Regions from separate parts of the Mus musculus genome. Here region 2 is linked to region 1. Evidence: chromatin contacts called from public Hi-C data. All regions are on one chromosome and are shown on one strand. Each heading gives the region's core, a stretch centred on a gene start, on an enhancer-like site or on the middle of the called end of the contact. The rest is flanking DNA. Distances are from core to core; before and after follow the strand shown. Region 1 has its middle 8.7 kb from the start of Gm29683. Region 2 overlaps Gm44812.

The links. Hi-C and Micro-C count contacts between places; a contact is called where the count stands out from the background.
Region 2: a Hi-C map of liver shows a contact between it and region 1, with 4 times the contacts expected there. The contact joins two enhancer-like sites. A contact is called at or near these places in 3 of 484 Hi-C or Micro-C datasets (all in liver), 4 of 115 datasets of contacts at active chromatin or transcription factors (hepatocytes, liver, pancreatic cancer cells and 1 more) and 1 of 9 other capture datasets (adipose tissue).

Annotation. Positions count from the first base shown.
Region 1 is chr7:70,343,818-70,349,321 of GRCm38.p6, reverse strand. No RefSeq gene overlaps it. Among named protein-coding and RNA genes, the nearest start is that of Gm29683, 8.7 kb to the right of the region's middle. Within about 2 kb of position 2,946, at least 70 of the 459 cell types and tissues checked have an H3K27ac peak or open chromatin away from gene starts, as enhancers often do. A contact at or near this core is called in hepatocytes and liver, where this site is marked.
Region 2 is chr7:70,521,679-70,527,182 of GRCm38.p6, reverse strand. Gm44812 reads right to left here. Exons shown (of 7, transcript XM_030243182.1): 2 at 4,900-5,121; 3 at 3,572-3,652; 4 at 1,314-1,347. The coding sequence starts at 5,072. Among named protein-coding and RNA genes, the nearest start is that of Gm44812, 15 kb to the right of the region's middle. Within about 2 kb of position 2,677, at least 5 of the 459 cell types and tissues checked have an H3K27ac peak or open chromatin away from gene starts, as enhancers often do. A contact at or near this core is called in hepatocytes and liver, where this site is marked.

The sequences.
Region 1 (5,504 bases), core at 1,697-4,196:
CGTCCCATTCAATGTGAATTGTAAAACTGCCTCACTTAATATGGCATCTGTGTCATTAAAACTCCCCCCCCCCCGCCCCGCCTAGTGACTTGCAGGTCTGCAGGTCTGGCTTTGGCGTTAACGGGGAGGTCCCTTACTACTGGGCTTCTGGGGTTGGGCAGAGGAGAGAAAAGGTGTCAGAGATAGGTTGCTGGATCCCACCTTGGGATTTTAGGTCTGGTGAGAGATGCCCAAAGGCAAAAAGGGCCTATGGGGGTGGTGTCCATCTCTCCAAGCCCCCCACCCCATTGGCCCCTGAAAATGACATTCCTTGAAAGAAACATGCTTGTGATTAGCTAAGCAAACACATGTGCTTTCGGAGTTGGTCCTTCGTTAATTAGCTGAACAAAGGGCCGTTTTGCTTTTTTACCTTTTGCTGGGAAGAGTGTGTTATTTCAGGAGTGTCGCGGGCTCTCCTCTTTTCAATTGCAGCCACGACGTTAATTTTATTGGGATTACTGATGGGAAATGAGGTGGCGCAGGCTTCCGAGAGGAAAAGCTTGATCATTACTCCCTTTGGAACTATATTTTTCCACCCAACCTCCTGCTCGTGAGGAGGGGGTTGGGGGCGAACTGCACAGCAAGTTCGGAGCAATTGGAATCAGGCTCGCGGTACGTTGATCTCGGGTGACAGAGCGTGTGTTGAAGCTGAACTCTATAATTTGCGCTTCTGTTCCTTTATTAGGCCTGGACAACGAACTAATGAGCTTTGGCCCAGTACAATGTCACTTGTATTTATTTTCTTATGGCAACTTTGAGATAGCGGAAGTGCTCCTTACCAGGAGCCAGGAAGGGCCGAGAGTTCGGTCCACTACGATGGGGATGGGGTCGGCAGCGTGTCCCCAGGGAGTGAGAACAAGCTGAGAGCCATCACAAGGCTGTCGGAGTAGAGGCACTGAGCTGTTAGGGACAGGGCTCTCTAGAAAGCGTTAGGCCCTATAATGTCTTGGGCACCCCTTCAGGCTCAGCATTCTGAGTGGAAGTGTGTGTGTGGGGGGGGGGGCTAGCCCAGGACAAGTTCTCAGTTAAGAGAACTCTCAGTTAAGAGAGTCCGAGGCTTATAGAGGGTATCCAGAGTTCGTTTTGGTGATGGACAGAGAAGGAATCCTGCCTTCCAACTTGCCAGGTCTAAGAGCCCTCTAAGCCTGCGGGGATACCCTGCTGGATGGTAGAAACATCTGCTTATACTGCAAAAGGCCTGGCCTAGCTCTGTACTTATTTTATTGGGAGATGTGAGGCAAAGGGTGTCCTAAACAGGGTCTTAGGCCTCTGAAGTTCGGTAAGTCCCTCCTATTTCTTCCTAGTTTAGCTGGAGAGATCTGATAGAAAGTGAAGAGAGGGTCGGAGGCAGCGTGGGCATCCCTTGTGCTCTGGCAGAGAGAATAGGAGACCCCCATGCGGGAATTGATGGGGACAAGGAAAGGGAAACCCCGACCTGCTAGTGGGGCGGATGCTTCCCTCTACAGCCTGAGACTTCCCGTGGCTCTCGCCTTGCGCCTAGCTTCGTCAGGCAAGCCTTGTTAATAACGCCCAGGCTCGATGGCCCCCGCCCTCCCCATCTCTCCACGCTTCATCCCTCTGCCTTACCACCCCCCTCCCCACCTCTTCCTTCCTTCCTGCAAATGGGTGTTAACGTGGGTCTTTATGTTCTGTCTATAACTAGGATGTAATCACGCGCCCCATGCCTCTCTCTAAAAGCATTTAATAAATGTCTATTAAAGCGCTACAAATGTAAGATGAATTTAGTGGCGCGGCTGCCTCCCTGAATCCAAACGGTAATGATGGATTTATCAACGGGGATTCGCCTTCAGCACAGCGAGGGAGGTTTACTCAGCAAATACGTCGGCGAGCACCCACCCAAATACAATCATTTGACCCCCTGCGGGCGTTAGCCGCTGTGTCCCTTCCCAAAGCTAGGCAGGCAGGTCAGGGTCGTCGGGGCCAACTCAGACCCAGGAGGACCAGAGGGGAGGTCTCATCCATCTCCTGGTGTCTAAATCCCTCCTCCTCTGTCAAAGGCCTTGGATCTTCCTCTCTTGGAGAGTGTGTAGGTACCTGGCCTACAGATTTACAGGTGGGGAGCAAAGGTTCTAAGGGCAGAATGAAGTGTGACATCACTGAGTGCTCCAGCATCCTTCTTGGTTTGGCAGAGATAGCGATTGCTCCTGAGTCTGCAATTGTGTAGCTTAAATGTTCTGGCTTTGACTAGATTCTCAAGGCCTGGGATGCTGTCTGACTGAGTTAGGGCACAGCTCTAGGACAGATGCCTCTGGTCTTCAGGCCTCCGGAGAGGCGAGTATGTCTATCCACCTTACCTCACACTCCTTAATCCCACTAAGACCAACCAGAGGTAGCCTTCAAGAGTGGGGCAAAACTTCTAGACCTTTTCCTCTAACCTGATCCTGTTCCTCACAACCTGACCCTGCCTTGTCCACCTGGTCATTTAAAGTTCTCTGGACCATGGATTTTCAGAAATTGGTTTGGGTTGTGATCTTTAACACCCACGGTCCCATGAACTACTATATTTTTATTCTTTTTCTTTTCTTTTCTTTTTGTCTTTTCTCTTCCTCCCCCACCCCCTTTTTTCCGAGGAGGGGTTAGTGCTGGCCTGTTCCATCAAGCCCAGTTCGCATTTGCGTTGGCTTCTGAATTCTCTTTCTTCTTTGGAAATTTCATTGAGATGTCTCTGTACTCCGCTTGTCAGTTATCTTTGTTCCTCTTAAATAAAGGGCTTTTAAATGGACTTATTGCTCCCAGCGTGGGTTCCTCTCTCTAAATGTTAGAAAATTGTGCCATCTACCCGCTATGCCGAGTACTGTCACACTTGGAGACCTTGGGGACCTCCGGACTGGCTTCAATGCTGCAGTGTCAGGGGCCGCTGCGGGCAGCAGGAGGAGGGGCGGCTCACGTGGATTTTTACAGCTCTCCGCCTGCAGCCAGCCCTCGTGGCCGCGACAGGGCATGGCCCGCGATGCGCGGAGCCTCCTGCTTTCTGGCGGCCAGGAACTTGGCTGCAGCGCTTGATCCCGGACCAAATCGCAGGCGTGGCGCCGGGGCTCTTCCCTTCTTCGTGAAGCTGTTGCCGGAGGAGGCACCTGGGTTGGCTTTAGACTGGGACAGCCACTATGGGTCACGGATAACAGAGGACAATGGGGCGAATAGGGCCTGTCCGGGAGGGGCAGAAGGAGGCTGTCGCAGCGCTGTTAAAGAGCTCTCGGCAACGGCAACGTCTGCATGGAGACTGAAGCCGGAGGAGAGCAAGAGCGGCTGAATGCCTTCCCACGGCTCTTGGCCAGAGAACTCCTGGCCCCGTAGTTGGGATACAACTTTCAAATTTGTTCTAGTCCTGTTCGAGAAAGGGCAGAACTTTCCTTAAGTGGAATGCGGTTTTGATGGAACGCTTCAGAACAAGTCAGGTGTATGGTGTGGGGTCTCCTCGCCATGACCCCTCCGGAGTAAAACACCACCCACAACCGCAGGTTATTTTGAATGAGTTAAAATGGATTAACAGTTTAAATTTTATTATGTAGCTACCCCTTTCAGATCTCCCCCCCCCCAATTTAACCCATTAGGGGTATTAGCTATGTTTTTTCCTTCCAAGTGTCAGTTGAGTATTTATGCTTTTGCAGAGGGGGAAAATCTTCGATACGGCGTATGGCTTTTATTACATGTTTCACACTGTTCAAGAAATGGAGTTTTAAGCAACATACAATTAAATCTATATTGCTGTTTGGAGGAGGGCCAAGGAACTCGGCAATCAATTAGTTTAGATCTTTTGATACTTGTTGCTAAAATACAAGTATAAAACTACAACCTTCAGGGCTAGCTGCTCCCCTCCTTTTAACAAGAAAGCAGGCTAGTTAGGAATGTCAGAAGGAATGGCAGTTGCTCTTGCCTCCAGTTTATCCTTTGAATTCTTCAGTGATACTCACAGATTTTTTTTTCTACTTCCTCCTTGCCTTCCCAACAGTTTCTTGTCTCCTGTTTTTAGCTTTGTTTTAGGATTTTGTTAATAAATTTACTTTTTAATTGTATTATTTACAAGTGACTTTTTCACTCATTACTTTCTTTTTCTTCTCCTGTAGCCTTACACCCAAGAAGGAAAACGGCTTAATATCTACCAAAGTACACTGTTTTCCCAACAAAGGCAAATTTTATTCTTTACAGCCAGTGCAGGGGGGGGGTCTCTCTTGTTTCTTTCTTTCTCTCTATCTCTCTCTCAAACAAAATAAAACAAAACAAACCCCACTATTTCATTAGTAATCATTTACATGGAGCAGAAACTGCTGCTTCTGTCAAAGTGTCACCATTTATGTCCCTGCCTGTCTCTGGGGCAGTCCCTTAGGCTATTGGTACTCTTTTTTGGCCTCCCTGCTTCGTGAGAATAAAGGAGTGAATATCTAGCCCAGAAGACAAAGAGGGGAGCCTATGGGGTCTCCATAGCCCATAAGTGGCTGCAAAGGCAGAGAGAGAGTTCTGGAAAGAGGGGTGCTGATATATTTTTAAAACCTTTCCCCTCAGCATGGTCTCAGCTCCCCCCATCCCCCACCCCCGCTTGTAGGGGTGGGGTCTAGGACAAAAAGTCCATCTCCACCTCTGTCCCCTTCACCAGCCAATGATAGCCAAACTATCACCTCCTCCAGCATGGGGTGTTTAGAATATCCCTTTCTTTCCAAAAAGGTTCAGAACCCGGTGAAGTGTCTGGGCAGAGTGGAGTGCCCCTAATAGCCTTCAGAAGTGTCACTTTTCTTCCCAGGAAGTGAAGACTCCGTGACAGGTGGGTCGTTTGCTTAGACCTAGGGCACAAGCCTGGCAGGTCACGGCTCCCTGCTCCAGTAGGCTCCCCACTGATATGACCATGAAAAAAACTTCTGCCCTAATTGCTAGAAGGTCTGGGAAACATTTTCTCTGCGCTAATTTTATATTTCCCCTTTCCCCCTTCCAACATTAAACATAATTTTGCGCTGTCAGTGTCACTAAGATTGCGGTTTGCTGATGTCTCTACTTGGAAACACGACCTCCTCGCCTCCAATAAGGAGTCACTGCCTCCCCATCAGGAACTTCTGGGGTTTTGTGACAACGCAGAGAAGAAAGGGAGGGGAGAGGGAGAGAATGAACAAGGTAGTAAAGACAGTCCGAGGTCCAAGATTCCAATGCCTCTTAGCCTGTGATGGAAGTAGAAATGTTCGGTTGTTAGCTTATTTGTTTAATAAAATCCATCCCCCCTCGTGTGTGTGTGTGTGTGTGTGTGTAAAACAGAGAACCACTTTTAAGAATTTCCTGTTGTATTCCAGTTTGTTTGTTTTTGTCCTCTCTCTTCATCGGCTGTCTCTCTTCTTTACCAACACCACCTGGACCCACTAAGTTCCTCTGGCCAGGCAGAAATTCTCTGACCCAGTGGTAGTGCTCCTAGACATAAAAATCCATTTTGTTCCTTACGTGGTTTCACTGAGGGCCTGTTCTCT
Region 2 (5,504 bases), core at 1,428-3,927, 180 kb before region 1:
ACTGATAAAGCCGAATGGGACCGAGGGCTTATCTTCTACCCAAGCATTGTCTTAAAGATCTGGTTGATTAGATAAATGTTGACATTCTAGATCTTACAGCTCTGAGGTAAATCGTAGAAGCTCTCCCCTTCTCTGAAAGCGTGTTCCCCGCTTCATGGAACATTTCCAGGCAGGGTTCGGGGTAGGGATCACAGGTGCAGTGCTTGCCTTGAACGTTGGAGGTTCTAGTTCAAGCCTCCTAGATAAGTAAATTAATAAACCAGCAAAAATTATTTCTCACTATGAACAGGGGGAGATAAACAAATAGAGCAGTAAGAAACCACAAAAAAGTGTTTTAAGTATAAAGTGTCAGATAAAAGAATATCACTTAGAAATAAATTTTAGGTAAGACAAAATTAGAAATGGTAAAGGATGGGTATCCATCACTAAAACACACATACGTACATATATGGCATGTGACATGGGGGAACAGTACATAATCTTATGTGAAGCCCACGGGAGCTTGTAAGGTAGGGATGTAGGAAGTGAGGACTCTTGGAAGACAAGATTCACATGTTCCAAGATGTACATATTTTCTTAGAGGTGAGTCCTGGAATCCCGTGCAGTTGGACCTCCCATCTGCGGAGACTGCAGAGGATTCTCTAGTCTTAAGAGGAAAAGGCAGAAAGCGTGAGGGAGAAGTTGATTTTTGTCAAGCCCATTTTATTCTCCAGGCTTCTCTGCAAAACAATTTCAAGGGCTAGCGAGATGGTTCTGTGGGTAAAGTCACCTGCCATCAAGAGTGGCAACTTTAAGTCAGATCTATGGAACCTGCATGATAGTATGAGACTTCTGCAAGTTGTCCTCTGATCGGTATACATGTGCTGTGATATGCTTGTGACACCCTACAAACACACACACACACACACACACACACACAAACACACACACACAAGCACACACACACACTCACAAGGAGGAGGAGTAAATAAAAAATATTAAAACATTTTAAATAGCAATAATTTTAAACTCTTCACAATAAGGAAAGCCACACCTCCTCCTCCTCCTCCTCCTCCTCCTCCTCCTCCTCCTCCTCCTCCTCCTCCTCCTCCTCCTCCTTCTTCTTCTTTTTGGGTTTTTTTGTTTGTTTGGGTTTTTTTTTTGTTTTTGTTTTTGTTTTTTTGTTTTTTTTTCGACACAGGGTTTCTCTGTATAGCCATGGCTGTCCTGGAACTCACTCTGTAGACCAGGCTGGCCTCGAACTCAGAAATCCGCCTGCCTCTGCCTCCCGAGTGCTGGCACGCCTACTTCTTATCTTTTTACAGGTTTCTTACCAAGTGTCCAGTAGACCAAGGACAATCTTGCAGACTGAAAAAGAAAATAGAAATATCTTGGATCACAAAGAAATTAAGTTGCTTGGTGGGTGATATTTTTATCCCGCCCCACCCTGCCTACTGCCATCCCTGAATTCTCTTCAGCCTTGTTTCTGTTGCCTGCCTGTCTGACCTGTTTGGTCCTCTCTCCCTGTTGTTTGCCTCACAGTTCTAACTTACGACACACCTCTGAACTCTGAGACATTGTCCCTGGAGCAGATCATGACCTCTGTCTTCTGTTTGTCCCTCTGATCCCTAAAGAAATAATAATCTGATGTTTACCTTGGCCCTAGCTGACCATAGATCATTAGACCAAAGGTAGGCAAGATCCTGATCCCAGGGTTGCATAGTTTTGGTGACTGTGCATGAAGAATAAGCTGAGCTTAATCTGTCTTTATTCCACATTCTATTACCTGGGTCTTCAGTGGAGCAAAACAAGACAGGAGCCCTACATTTTTGTTGCAAGATGGCCCCAACTAAGAAGTGTTGTAGAGAAATATTGAATATAGAGGTATTTCTCAACCATCTCTGTGCTACCAACAAAAATATTCAAATTTCTGTGTTTCAGAATTATTTCTAGATGTTCTGGTGTACACTTAAAGTTATATTCTTAAAAAGAGAAATGCTCCCTGTTTTGGCCGGTTCAGATTCCTCTACTGCTAACAATAGGACAGCAGAGAGGTGACTGAGCGTGACGGATATGGAGCTCACAAAGCTTGATCTTCAGGACCTCTGTGTGCACGTTCCTTCCCGTGGCCTCACCAGGGCCTACCAACTCTGTTTTCACCATCTTTAATTTTGTTTGATTAAAAGTAGCCCTCAGGCTCTGGGGTGATAGTTCAGTCTGAAATGTGTTTGCTGTACAAACAGGAGAACCTGAGTTCAATGCCCTGAATCCAGGTGAAAAGCCAGACACAGTCAATCGTTAATGCTTGAACTCTTGGCGTGGGAGAGAATCTCAGGGGCTCGCTGGTCGGTCAGTCTAGCTAATGGGTAAGCTTCAGGTTCAGTGAGAGACTCTGCCTCAAAACATAAAATGGAGAGTCATTGAGGAAGACACTGGGGAGAACACACGCACACACAAGCACAGATACACACATTGAGTGAAGTATTTCCATAAATTATATACTTGTTAAGACAACAAAGCTGTCTCTAGGATAGAAAATGAATTCTGAGTCCTTATCCTTATCTTATGATTAGAGGATGTGCCAGCAGGTAGCAACAATGATTCCCAGTGGTATAAGTAAAGGGTCGGAGTCATCTAGTCCATCCCAAGAGAAGCTAGGCAAGATTTTACAAAGTATGGTGAGTCACCTGTTGACATAACCCAAAGTTATGAACGGTGACCAAATCGAATCGACCTTTCATGCATCACTTCAACATTGCTCAACTGAGTGTTGATTTTTGTCAATCTGTTTTAACTGAATCTCTACATTTATCTCAGATTTGTACTTGTAGGAGAGACATAAGCTTAAGAAATGTTTGCCCACTTTGGAGTTTTCCCATACTTAGGAAACATTAAAATGTGAAATTAATCAAATTTCAAAAACCCTTTCAAAAGAAGGAGGAGCTAAGGAAGAGGGCTAAGGTCAGTTGATAGATCACTGGCCCAGCATCTGGGAAGCCCTGGCATTTGGGATCACTGGCCCAGCATCTGGGAAGCCCTGGCATTTGGGAGCACTGGCCCAGCATCTGGGAAGCCCTGGGTCTGATCCCCAGGACTATAAACCAGCACTGTCTGTTATCCCACCATGTATGAGGTGAAGGCAGGAGGATCCGGGTCACCCTCAGCTACACAGTGAGTTAAATGTGAGCCAACCTGAGCTATATAAACCTCTACCTCAAAAAAATAAAATAAAATAAAATAAAGTGTTGGAAAGAACGAAAAGGAGAAGGGCTGTCAAACCCACTGACAATATGTTCAAAGCCTAACAACCTCAAGTTCCTATCATCTTTAGTTTACATGCCTCAGAGCTAGCCTGTGCTATTGCCTTAACACAACACAATAAGATCATCCTAAACAATAGCGTTCACTGTATTCCCAGCCCCTATATTTGCCAGGCACGTGTGCTTGGGTGTGAGAACTCTGGCCAAGTGTTTGCTATAGTCTCCAAGAAGGGTGATAACAAAGTCACAGATACTCAAAGCAGGACTCACAAGTATTCAACCAAATAAATGAAATCATACACTTTACTTTTCTCATTGCTGAGACTTAATACCTGACAAGGAGCAGCTTCAAGGAGGAAGGTTTATTCCAGTCCACAGGACTATGAGGTAGCTGGTCACATTGCATGCACACTCTGGAAGCAGAAAGCAGCAGACAGAACGTGATGCCGGGCTCAAAACCTTCAAGGCATGTCCTGTCCACAGTGGCCCACTTCCTCCAGTGAGGCTCCACCTCCTAAAAATCTTCCATGACCTCCCAAAGCCACACCAGGAGCTAGAGACCAAGTCCAACAACACAAGTGTCTGAGGGACAGCTCCCATTCAAACCAGTTAAAAACCTTTCCCACAGTGTGGGAGGCTGATGACATGTTCACAATTATGCTTTTCTTTAAGATGAAAATAACTCTGGGGATAGCTTTGCTACGCTAATGCCAGAAAATGTTTCATGTTCCACATTCCAATTGGCATGCTCCTCAACCAACTCCCTTCTCAGTTTAGCTTCCCAGCTACTCCTGGGAAACCAACTAATTCTTAATATCGGAACAAACAAAGCAGAATTAGGAAGGCACATTTCTAAGGGAGAGAAATCAGGCAGCCGAGTCCCAAGCCAGTTTACAGGATTTTTTTTTTTTTGCTACTTTTCTTTTTTCTTTTTTTTCCCTTTTAATTAGGTATTTTCCTCATTTACATTTTCAATGCTATCCCAAAGGTCCCCCATACCCACCCACCCCCATCCCCTACCCACCCACTCCCCCTTTTTGGCCCTGGCGTTCCCCTGTACTGGGGCATATAAAGTTTGCAAGTCCAATGGGCCTCTCTTTGCAGTGATGGCTGACTAGGCCATCTTTTGATACATATGCAGCTAAAGACAAGAGCTCCCGGGTACTGGTTAGTTCATATTGTTGTTCCACCTATAGAGTTGCAGTTCCCTTTAGCTCCTTGGGTAATTTCTCTACCTCCTCCATTAGGGGCCATGTGACCCATCCAATAGCTGACTGTGATCATCCACTTCTGTGTTTGCTAGGCCCCGGCATAGTCTCACAAGAGAGAGCTATAACTGGGTCCTTTCAGCGAAATCTTGCTAGTGTATGGAATGGTGTCAGCATTTGGAAGCTGATTATGGGATGGATCCCTGCATATGGCAGTCACTAGATGGTCCATCCTTTCGTCACAGCTCCAAATTTTGTCTCTGTAACTCCTTCTATGGGTGTTTTGTTCCCATTTCTAAGAAAGGGTAAAGTGTCCACACTTTGGTCTTCGTTCTTCTTGAATTTCATGTGTTTGGCAAGTTGTATCTTATATCTTGGGTAACCTAAGTTTATTTTCTATCATTCCCTCCCTCTCTTTCATGGGTGACCTCTAATTAAATACTCCCAGGTACCTGGCGTCCAGAGTGTCCCTTGAGAACTGCTTCCCAGGTGTCTGTAGTAAGCCTTGCTTTTTAAATTCACCATGATTTTTGATGCCCCTCTTCACGTTCTTCAAACGGCAACAGATCAGAAGACTCTTACCCTTTGATCTGAGAGGAGGACTCTGGTTCAGATCCGAAGCCATAGCTGGGCTCAGCAGCCCCTTTTGTACCCTTGGTCACTTACCCTGCTCCCTGAGAAACAGGGTGAGCAATGAAAAGTTGAAAGTTACCATTCATAGCATATCTGCAAATCCTGAGAGATGGTCTTGTCCACCCAGTTCCAATAAGAGGGCCAAGTACTCTTTTTTGTTTTTTCCTACTTCTACTGAAACCTTGGTAGGCTTTCTGAACTGGAACGGTTATTTCTAAATCTCAAATTTATTAAATTAGCAATCGCAGCATTTGTATATACTCAGTTCTTGTTGTTTCAAACAGGATGTTTATTCATCTTCCAAAAGTAGCAAGACTTGGATCCAACCTGTCTCATAAAGACGTTAGGCAAGATGCCAGGTATGGTGGTATACCTTTAATCCTAGTAAGAACAATCAGATCTCTGTGTGTTTGAGGCCAGCATA